Regions from separate parts of the Rattus norvegicus genome. Here region 2 is linked to region 1. A link is a contact called in public Hi-C data. All regions are on one chromosome and are shown on one strand. Each heading gives the region's core, a stretch centred on a gene start, on an enhancer-like site or on the middle of the called end of the contact. The rest is flanking DNA. Distances are from core to core; before and after follow the strand shown. Region 1 holds the start of Flad1 (flavin adenine dinucleotide synthetase 1). Region 2 holds the start of Ube2q1 (ubiquitin conjugating enzyme E2 Q1).

The links. A called contact is a pair of places that touch in the nucleus more often than the background predicts.
Region 2: a contact with region 1 is called in a Hi-C map of frontal cortex, with 2.3 times the contacts expected there. The contact joins the promoter of Ube2q1 here to the promoter of Flad1 in region 1. A contact is called at or near these places in 2 of 12 Hi-C or Micro-C datasets (frontal cortex and psoas muscle).

The regions. Positions count from the first base shown.
Region 1 is chr2:177,124,956-177,128,826 of GRCr8, forward strand. It overlaps Flad1 (flavin adenine dinucleotide synthetase 1), which reads right to left and starts at 1,695. Exons shown (of 8, transcript NM_001110138.1): 1 at 1,638-1,695; 2 at 1,003-1,233. The coding sequence starts at 1,083.
Region 2 is chr2:177,494,001-177,497,975 of GRCr8, forward strand. It overlaps Ube2q1 (ubiquitin conjugating enzyme E2 Q1), which reads left to right and starts at 2,560. Exons shown (of 13, transcript NM_001106448.2): 1 at 2,560-2,975. The coding sequence starts at 2,649.

The sequences.
Region 1 (3,871 bases), core at 445-2,944:
TGGGCTAGAATTCTATCTCTACCACTATTTATTTTTTCTTTCTTTCTTTCCTTCTTTTTAAAAAAGATTTACTTATTATATATAAGCACACTGTTGCTGTCTTCAGACACACCAGAAGAGGGCATCAGATCCATTACAGATGGTTGTGAGCCACTGTGTGGTTGCTGGGATTTGAACTCAGGACCTCTGGAAGAGCAGTCAGTGCTCTTAACCACTGAGCCATCTCTCCAGCCCCCACTATTTTCATTTTTATTTATTCTGAGATAAGGTTTCTTTGTGTAGCTTTAGCTATTCTGGAACTGGCTCTGCAGACCAGGCTGGCCTCAAACTCATGAAGATTCACTTGCTTCTGCCTCCCAAGTGCTGTAAAGGCATGTGCCACCTTGCTCCTAGGACCTTGTAGTCTTGTGACCTTGGATAAGTTTCTTAATTTCTTTGAGGCTGTTTCATAATCTATAGAGATCTGTAATAAAAAACCTAACTGCACGGAATTGTTGCGGTTTGTAAGGCTTCATGTGATGTAGTGAGTGCAGACCAGCCTCTGGTAGACAATAAAAAAGATCAGGGTAACTATTACTGTTAGAAACCTATGCTTGCCACCTCCCCACACTGGGGCCATTCAGAATAGAGTCCTTTCTTCCAGTACCTTCCTTCTAGCTCACCTATCCAGTCTGCTGAGCTCCTTGAATAACTTAAAAACACGTGGGATACACATCACATACACCTGTGCTTCCTCTCCTTGCCCTGCCTCCTGTAATTATGTGGCTACTTTGCTCCCCTTTGCTTCTCCGTGGCAAGTTGTAGGAAAGTTACTATCCATCTTTCAACAAAAAAACTAATTTTCTTCCAATAGGGTCATTTTCCTCCAATATGTTAGAACTCACTCCAGGGCCCTACTTTGACAAGAAAGGGGATTCCCATTCTGGTTTCCCTCCTTTCACCGGAAAGAGAGCCCACAGCAGTAGAATGCCACACTCTTCCCCTCTTCCATTCCAGACACACCTTAAGGATCTCATCTCCAACAATGATGATGCCCGCTGTCACGCTGCGTCCTGGGGGCAGTTCAGAGGCCCTAGATGCCATGGTCCTGCTCTCTCTGCTTTTTTGCAAGGCTTTCAAGTAGCCACTCAGAACCCCAAATTGGGGTCGTAAGTACTGAGAGGCCGCCAGGTCTACAGGTCTACAGGATACTGGAGGCCATACCCTGAGTACTCAGTCCGGGGTTGAGGGAGCCTGGAAGAGCCGGAAAGGACAATGAAGATGGCAGGAGTGTAACTTTTTCCTTCTTGGAGGAAGGCTCAATTTTCTTTAGTCACCTTTACTCTGGTCTCTTTAACGTATTCTTAAGGCCCAGGTTCCTAAAAGCGTCTCGATTCCTATTTATTTAAAAGTGCCATGTTCTCCCAAGACCTACCACTTTAGCTATTTCCGTTTGCTGAGCAGGTCTGAAATTTGCTCTGTCTTGGGTATCTGCACCTTTAAATGTCTCTCTTCTCTTCGGATCACCTGCCCCTTTAAATGTCTACCTTATTCTGGGCCTTAGGGTCCCTTTAAATGCATTTCTTTCCTCCCTCCACCACTCACCAGGACTTAACCTACTTTTGCACCCTTTCTATCCCGAAATCTGTTTTTCTCACCAGGCTTCAGATCGCTGATCTTGTATCATTCCACCTCTATTTTGCCCCCTTCACAGGGTCATTCGCTCTTTCCTTCCCGCATGTCCTAGGACAGCTTCCGTAACTCAAAGTCCCACCTAACAATGCTTCATGTTGATTGGTTACTCTGGCTGTCGCTTACTCTTAACAATAGTTCTATTGGTCTATTTGGCAATCGCTCATGCGCTTCATCCTAGGCGCTAAGGAAATGCTAAGTTGTTATTGGCAACACCACGTAGTCATCACTGCCCGGAAATAAAAATAGGGGCCTGCCCTTAGCCCATGGAAGGCGGGACTTAAAGAGTTTGGTACGGGAAAGGAGAATGTTGGGAAGTGCTTTAAGGACTGTCGGGTGCGGCTTTGTGATCTGATTCTGTTTCATTCAACTATTAAAAAACAGTTAAGACAGAGCCCCAGTATATAGCCCTGGAAATAACTTGTTTATACAGATCAGACTGGTCTCGAATTGGTTGGGAAGTGGTGGGATTCATGGCGCGTGTTACTACTGTTTGTCGCATCCACATTTCTTTTTCTGTCTCTCTCCTCTTTCGAGATATGGTTTCTCTGTGTAGCTTGGCTTAACTGGAATTCGCTCTGTGGACCAGGCCTATTAACTCCTCCAGACTCTGCCTCCAAAGTTCTGGGACTTAAAAGGCGTATGCCACTCCCGCCCGGTTTTGCCTTTTTTTTTTTTTTTTTTTTTTTTTTTTTTTTGTTCTTTTTTTTCGGAGCTGGGGATCGAACCCAGGGCCTTGCGCTTCCTAGGCAAGCGCTCTACCACTGAGCTAAATCCCCAACCCCCGGTTTTGCCTCTTATATTTGAGGGAGATCTTCCTTTCAGAGTCCCTGGGATGGGCAGCCCAAGATAGTGCGCCAACCTGGGGTTCTGTTTTGTAGCAGAAAGATGAAGACGGTGTTTATCCATCTCACAATGGAGTGTGAGTTGCAGAGTGTGATATCTTCGTTTCTTTCTAATATAAACGTAAAAACTACTTAAGCCTCTGACACTAAAAATTAAAAACCCTTTCCTGCCCCGACCCCCTCCAGAAGAACATCACTTTTCAGTGATGGGCCCCTGCAGAGAAGGAGTAAGTAGAAGTAACTTGTATTCACTTTGGGTACCCATAACATCCTATCGAATTCCTATTTCGGTGCCCCTCCACCCTTTGCTTTGCTGGGGGAAAATAGCTTAATCATCTGCGATTTTTAAAAACCAAAAACGTTTTTACCATTATTGTATGATGGGAGGGCAGCAATGCCACAGCAGGCATATGGAAGCCAGAGGACAACTTTCTGGTGTCCCTTCTCTTTCACCTTTATGTGGGTGCTGGGATCTAACCCAGGTGGTCCAATTTGGGTGGCCAAACCTTACTCTTTTACCTGCTGAACCACCTCACTATCCCTGGATATTATGGTTATGTAAACTGTGATGCAGTAGATTTGGATGGGTCTGAGATCTACATTTCCCCCGGGATTTTCTGTTGTGACTTGAAGGTGTGCTAAACCACAAATGGCCATATTTTATTCCACAAAATCTTTTCAGATAAATATGCTCTGTTACACGTGAGGAACAATGTTAGCAACGTGGCTTAGTGGTGAGCACTGGTCTAACATTGGGAGGATCTGAGTTCATATCTCAGGACTGAGAAAGAATTATATATTGTTGGATATAAGTTCAGAAAGGTCAAGGGGTGCCACACAACCTTAAAAATGCTACAGTGAATGAAAGATCAGCTTTAAGTAGTAAGTCCTGTGGGATTTCCTTAGTTTAATAAAAGAAAAAAAATAAGCAGCTAAAAGGGGGATGGGTGGGTGGAGGAAGAGTGCAACCAGAATTATAGACTTGTTTGAAAAAAAATCTTTTTTTTTTTCGGAGCTGGGGACCGAACCCAGGGCCTTGTGCTTCCTAGGCAAGCGCTCTACCGCTGAGCTAAATCCCCAACCCCTGAAAAAATCTTTTTAAAAAGATGTATTTATTCATTATGTATAACTACACTGTAGCTGTCTTCATACGCACCAGAAGAAGGCATCAGATTCTATTACAGATGGTTGTGAACCACCATGTGGTTGCTGGGATTTGAACTCAGGACCTCTGGAAGAGCAGCTAGTGCTCTTAACCACTGAGCCAACTCTCCAGCCCTTGTTTGAAATTCTTAAACTGGGAGTGGTGGTACACACCTTTAATCTTAGCACTCAGGTGGCAGAGGAAGGTGGAT
Region 2 (3,975 bases), core at 1,310-3,809, 370 kb after region 1:
GTCTTTATAATTTCTATTTTCCTTAATATGAAGTTCATGAGGGCAGGTAGTTTTTAACCACTTGCCTCCGCATTCACTAAGTAAATATATCCACTTCATTTCCAGTTCAGGGGGATACCACACTCATGCCCAATTATTTTAGATGATTGCACATGAAGCTTATCAGCAACTGAAAGCTATCTTAGCCAGAGAGCTGAGATGCTGAATGAAGTAGCAACAGAAGGCATCATGCCCCACTGACCTTGACTTCTGGGTTCCTCTGGGAGGTGGAGATGTGGCTTACCAATCTGCAATATTGTCATGGTTTCTTCCAAATAAACCCCATATGGAATGTAGCTCAACGACAAAGCCTAGCAGGATGAGGCCCTGGGCTCAATCTTCAGGACAATATGTAAATGTATACATTTAAAACTTGTATATGGGTTTGGGGACGTGGCTCGGTGGATAAGAATTCTTGCTTTTGCAGAGGACCCAGGTTTCAGTTCCAAGCACTCACAAGCTTCTTGAAATCATCTTTACCTCCAGCTCCAGAGGACCCAATGCCCTCTTCTGGTTCTGTGGACACCAGGCACACATGAACCTATGTGCATGCAAAATATGCACACACACACACACACACACACACACACACACACACACTGCTTTCATATAAAGCTCCTCAGGCCTGGTGCAAGAACATATAATTTCAGTACTTGAAGGCTGAGAGGAAGACCTCAAGTTCCAGTGCCTTGGGTAAGGGCTAAAGGTCATGTGGTCTGAAAAGTTCTAAAAGGAAGCATGTGGGGCTGGCAGAATAGAGGAGTTGAGCAAGGTAGTGCATGCTTGCCTATATAAGCACTGGGAAGTTGAGACAAGAGAATGAAATCCAGGCCAGCCTGGGCTATACAGCAAGACCCTGACAATAACAAAAGAAATAAAGGAAGCAGGCAAGCAGACAAAACAGGGTAGAGGACATGGAGACAGACCCAGAAGTTCTGCTCAGTAGCTATAGATTCTGACCTTTATCTATAAAATAGGGGTTAAAATGCTCACCTTGCAATGGCGTTAAGAGGGTTAGGAATATTTGCTCAATATTCCTGGCTCAGGGAATGCTTGATAAATTAGACTTTTTATACTTAACTCTTTTTGTGTGTGATGAGGGGGGTGTCAAATTCAGGGCTTCTACTTTCTAGGCAAGCGTTCTACCACATCACCAGCTCTTATTAGTTATTGACCAAGGCAGGAGTTTACTAAGTTATCCAGGTAGGTCTTGACTTCTGACTCTCTTGGTAGTTGGGACTACAATCCTGTACTGCTAGGACTGGCTTACCCCGGTATTTTATGCTTCCAGCTTGTGGACATAGGCACAAAGATGGTATGCAGGTAAATGTTCAGGCTGCTCCCATCACAAGAAAACCAGCATCCCCTCCACCACCACCCACCAAGGCTCAAAGAACACTAATTTCTTTAAACATCCAGAGTTGAACTTGGCCAATTAAAGCTTTCTGCTAGCATCATGGAGTGTATCAGTAGCCCAGCACCAAGGTACAGTCAGCTTCCAACAAACATAAAGGTGGTGACGGCGGTCAGGCCAATGGCTCACAAGGTGAATTGGCTCCAAAGCTATCAGGCCTTACAACAGGCTGGCACCTGCAGTTTGCAGCGCTGGCTTTCAGGACCCTCCGTTGTCCTTTGTGATAGTGCCACCTAGTGGAAACGACGAGGTAGTGCCACAAATTTCAAGTCCTGGTCAGGATCAGTGCGACGAGGTGGGAGGATGAATAGTAAGTAGTAGGTCAGGTCGGCAAGGGTGTCTTCTATTCAATCCCTAGGTTAGTACTCTGCACTCACAAAAACGAACTCCAGTGATTCTTTCTCCCCAAACATAACTGACCAGAGACCATACTCGACACCAGTAACCTTGCACCGAGTCTTTGGGAACAGGCTAAGGAGGCCTCGCTGTCTTGTACAGAGCCATTGTTCTGATGGAGAAACTGAGGCTCAGTAGAAGCGTAGATAACCCAAGGTCACACGCCGTACGGGAACCGCAGGGAGATCCAAGTCAATTTCTCCGACCACTCACCGGGCTCGCCGCCGCAGACGCAGAGGCAGGCGACGCGGCCCGACGACCGCCATGGGGGATACAGGACGGACACCGCTAGCCACCGCACGCGGGGCCGGCCGGACGCAAGCAGGAAGCAAGAGTCCCGCGCGGGGAGCCCCTGGGAACACAGGCGACGACCACGTGACAGGAGACGCCGGCCATGTGACGGGGAAGCGCTGGCAAAGGCCCTGGTGCACAGTCACGCACGACGCACGTACACGCACGGAAGCGCTTCGAGCAGCGAGGCGAGGGCCGCGGGTCACATGTGGAGGGTGACAGGCGCGGGCCGGGGGGCGGGAAAGACGCGCGGATCACGTGCCGGGGGCCGGAGCTCAGAGGTCACGTGAGGCCGGAGGCGGGGCCGCCGCGGAGGGGGAGGGGCGCGCGGCTTCCGGCGGCCGTGGGGGGGGTGGGCCGGCGAGCGGAGGGGGCCTGTCCCGGAGGTGGCGGCGGCGCCATCTTGGCGAAGGGGGGATCAGGAAGTGCGGACCGCGGCGGCGGCGGAGCCCGGAGCGGAGGCCGGAGGCTCCCGGCCCGCCGGCCCCGGAGCGGAGCGGAGCGGAGGATGCAGCAGCCGCAGCCGCAGGGGCAGCAGCAGCCGGGGCCGGGGCAGCAACTGGGGGTCCAGGGGGCGGCGCCGGGGGCCGGGGGCGGCCCGGGAGGGGGCCCGGGGCCAGGGCCCTGCCTGAGGCGGGAGCTGAAGCTGCTCGAGTCCATCTTCCACCGCGGCCACGAGCGCTTCCGCATTGCCAGCGCCTGCCTGGACGAGCTGAGCTGCGAGTTCCTGCTGGCCGGAGCCGGAGGGGCCGGGGCCGGGGCTGCGCCCGGACCCCATCTCCCCTCCCGGGGGTCGGTGCCGGGGGACCCCGTCCGCATCCACTGCAACATCACGGTGAGGACCTCGCTTGCGCCACGCTGGGGGTCCCTTGTCTGGTGCTCGAAATCACACCATACAACCTCCTGCTCTCGAAGGACCCGGAGGCCGGAGCTCCCTCTTGGTGCTTGGCTCCTTCTCTCCAAGGCTACACTTGTTTCTTCAGCTTGAGGTTCTGTGGTGCAGTCACAGTCTTTGCTGTTGACCCCTGAGAGCGAGGGACACCGGGACATGTGGCCCCTCAACCACATCTTCCTATGAATCCACCCACACCTCAGGTTTTGGCTCCTTCTGCTTACTCCTCCACAACTTCACCATGTCACCTAGAAATGCCCATTTCTTCTCCCCACCCCAACTCTAATAAGATTCCAGGCCTCTGCTGGAAGGACCTAGTCTGGAACTCAGCCCAGTTCCATAGTGACCCTTCTCAGTAGTTCTTTCCGCTTAGATGTTACCACCTGTGGGCTCCCTGCGCAAGCATCCCTCGTGCAACCCCTTTGCTCCCTGAATTTCACCAAGTAGTAGTGCCGTTCATTGACTCCACGTTGGATTTCCTCTTCCTTACTCTGGTGTAACTAACCTTTAACTCCTCTTTTTGCCTTGGCTGGTAGCAACTTTGGCACTTCCCTCCCCATTCCTAGGATCATGTCTGCTTATCCTTGGTGATTGTTGCCTTTTCTGGTGGTGATAGCAGTGTGCATGCGTGTGTGTGTGTGTGTGTGTGTGTGTGTGTGTGTGTGTGTGTGTGTGTGTGTTGAGCAGTAACAGTGTCATTCTCCCCAGTAGGCATCATTCCATCCTAACTATACTAGATTAGGAAGCACCTTACATGTGTCCTGCCTTATTTTATCCCCTAGTGTCCCTTGAGGAAATTGTTGGGTGTAATGTTTTAACAGCTGGTACTGTGTGATCTAGTGCTCATGTTGTTCGGTAACACCCACTGTAATGATCTTGTCCCTCCTAGAGCTAGCCAGAGAGCTAGTGGGCAGCTAGCTCTCCACACTAGAAATGGGAGTTG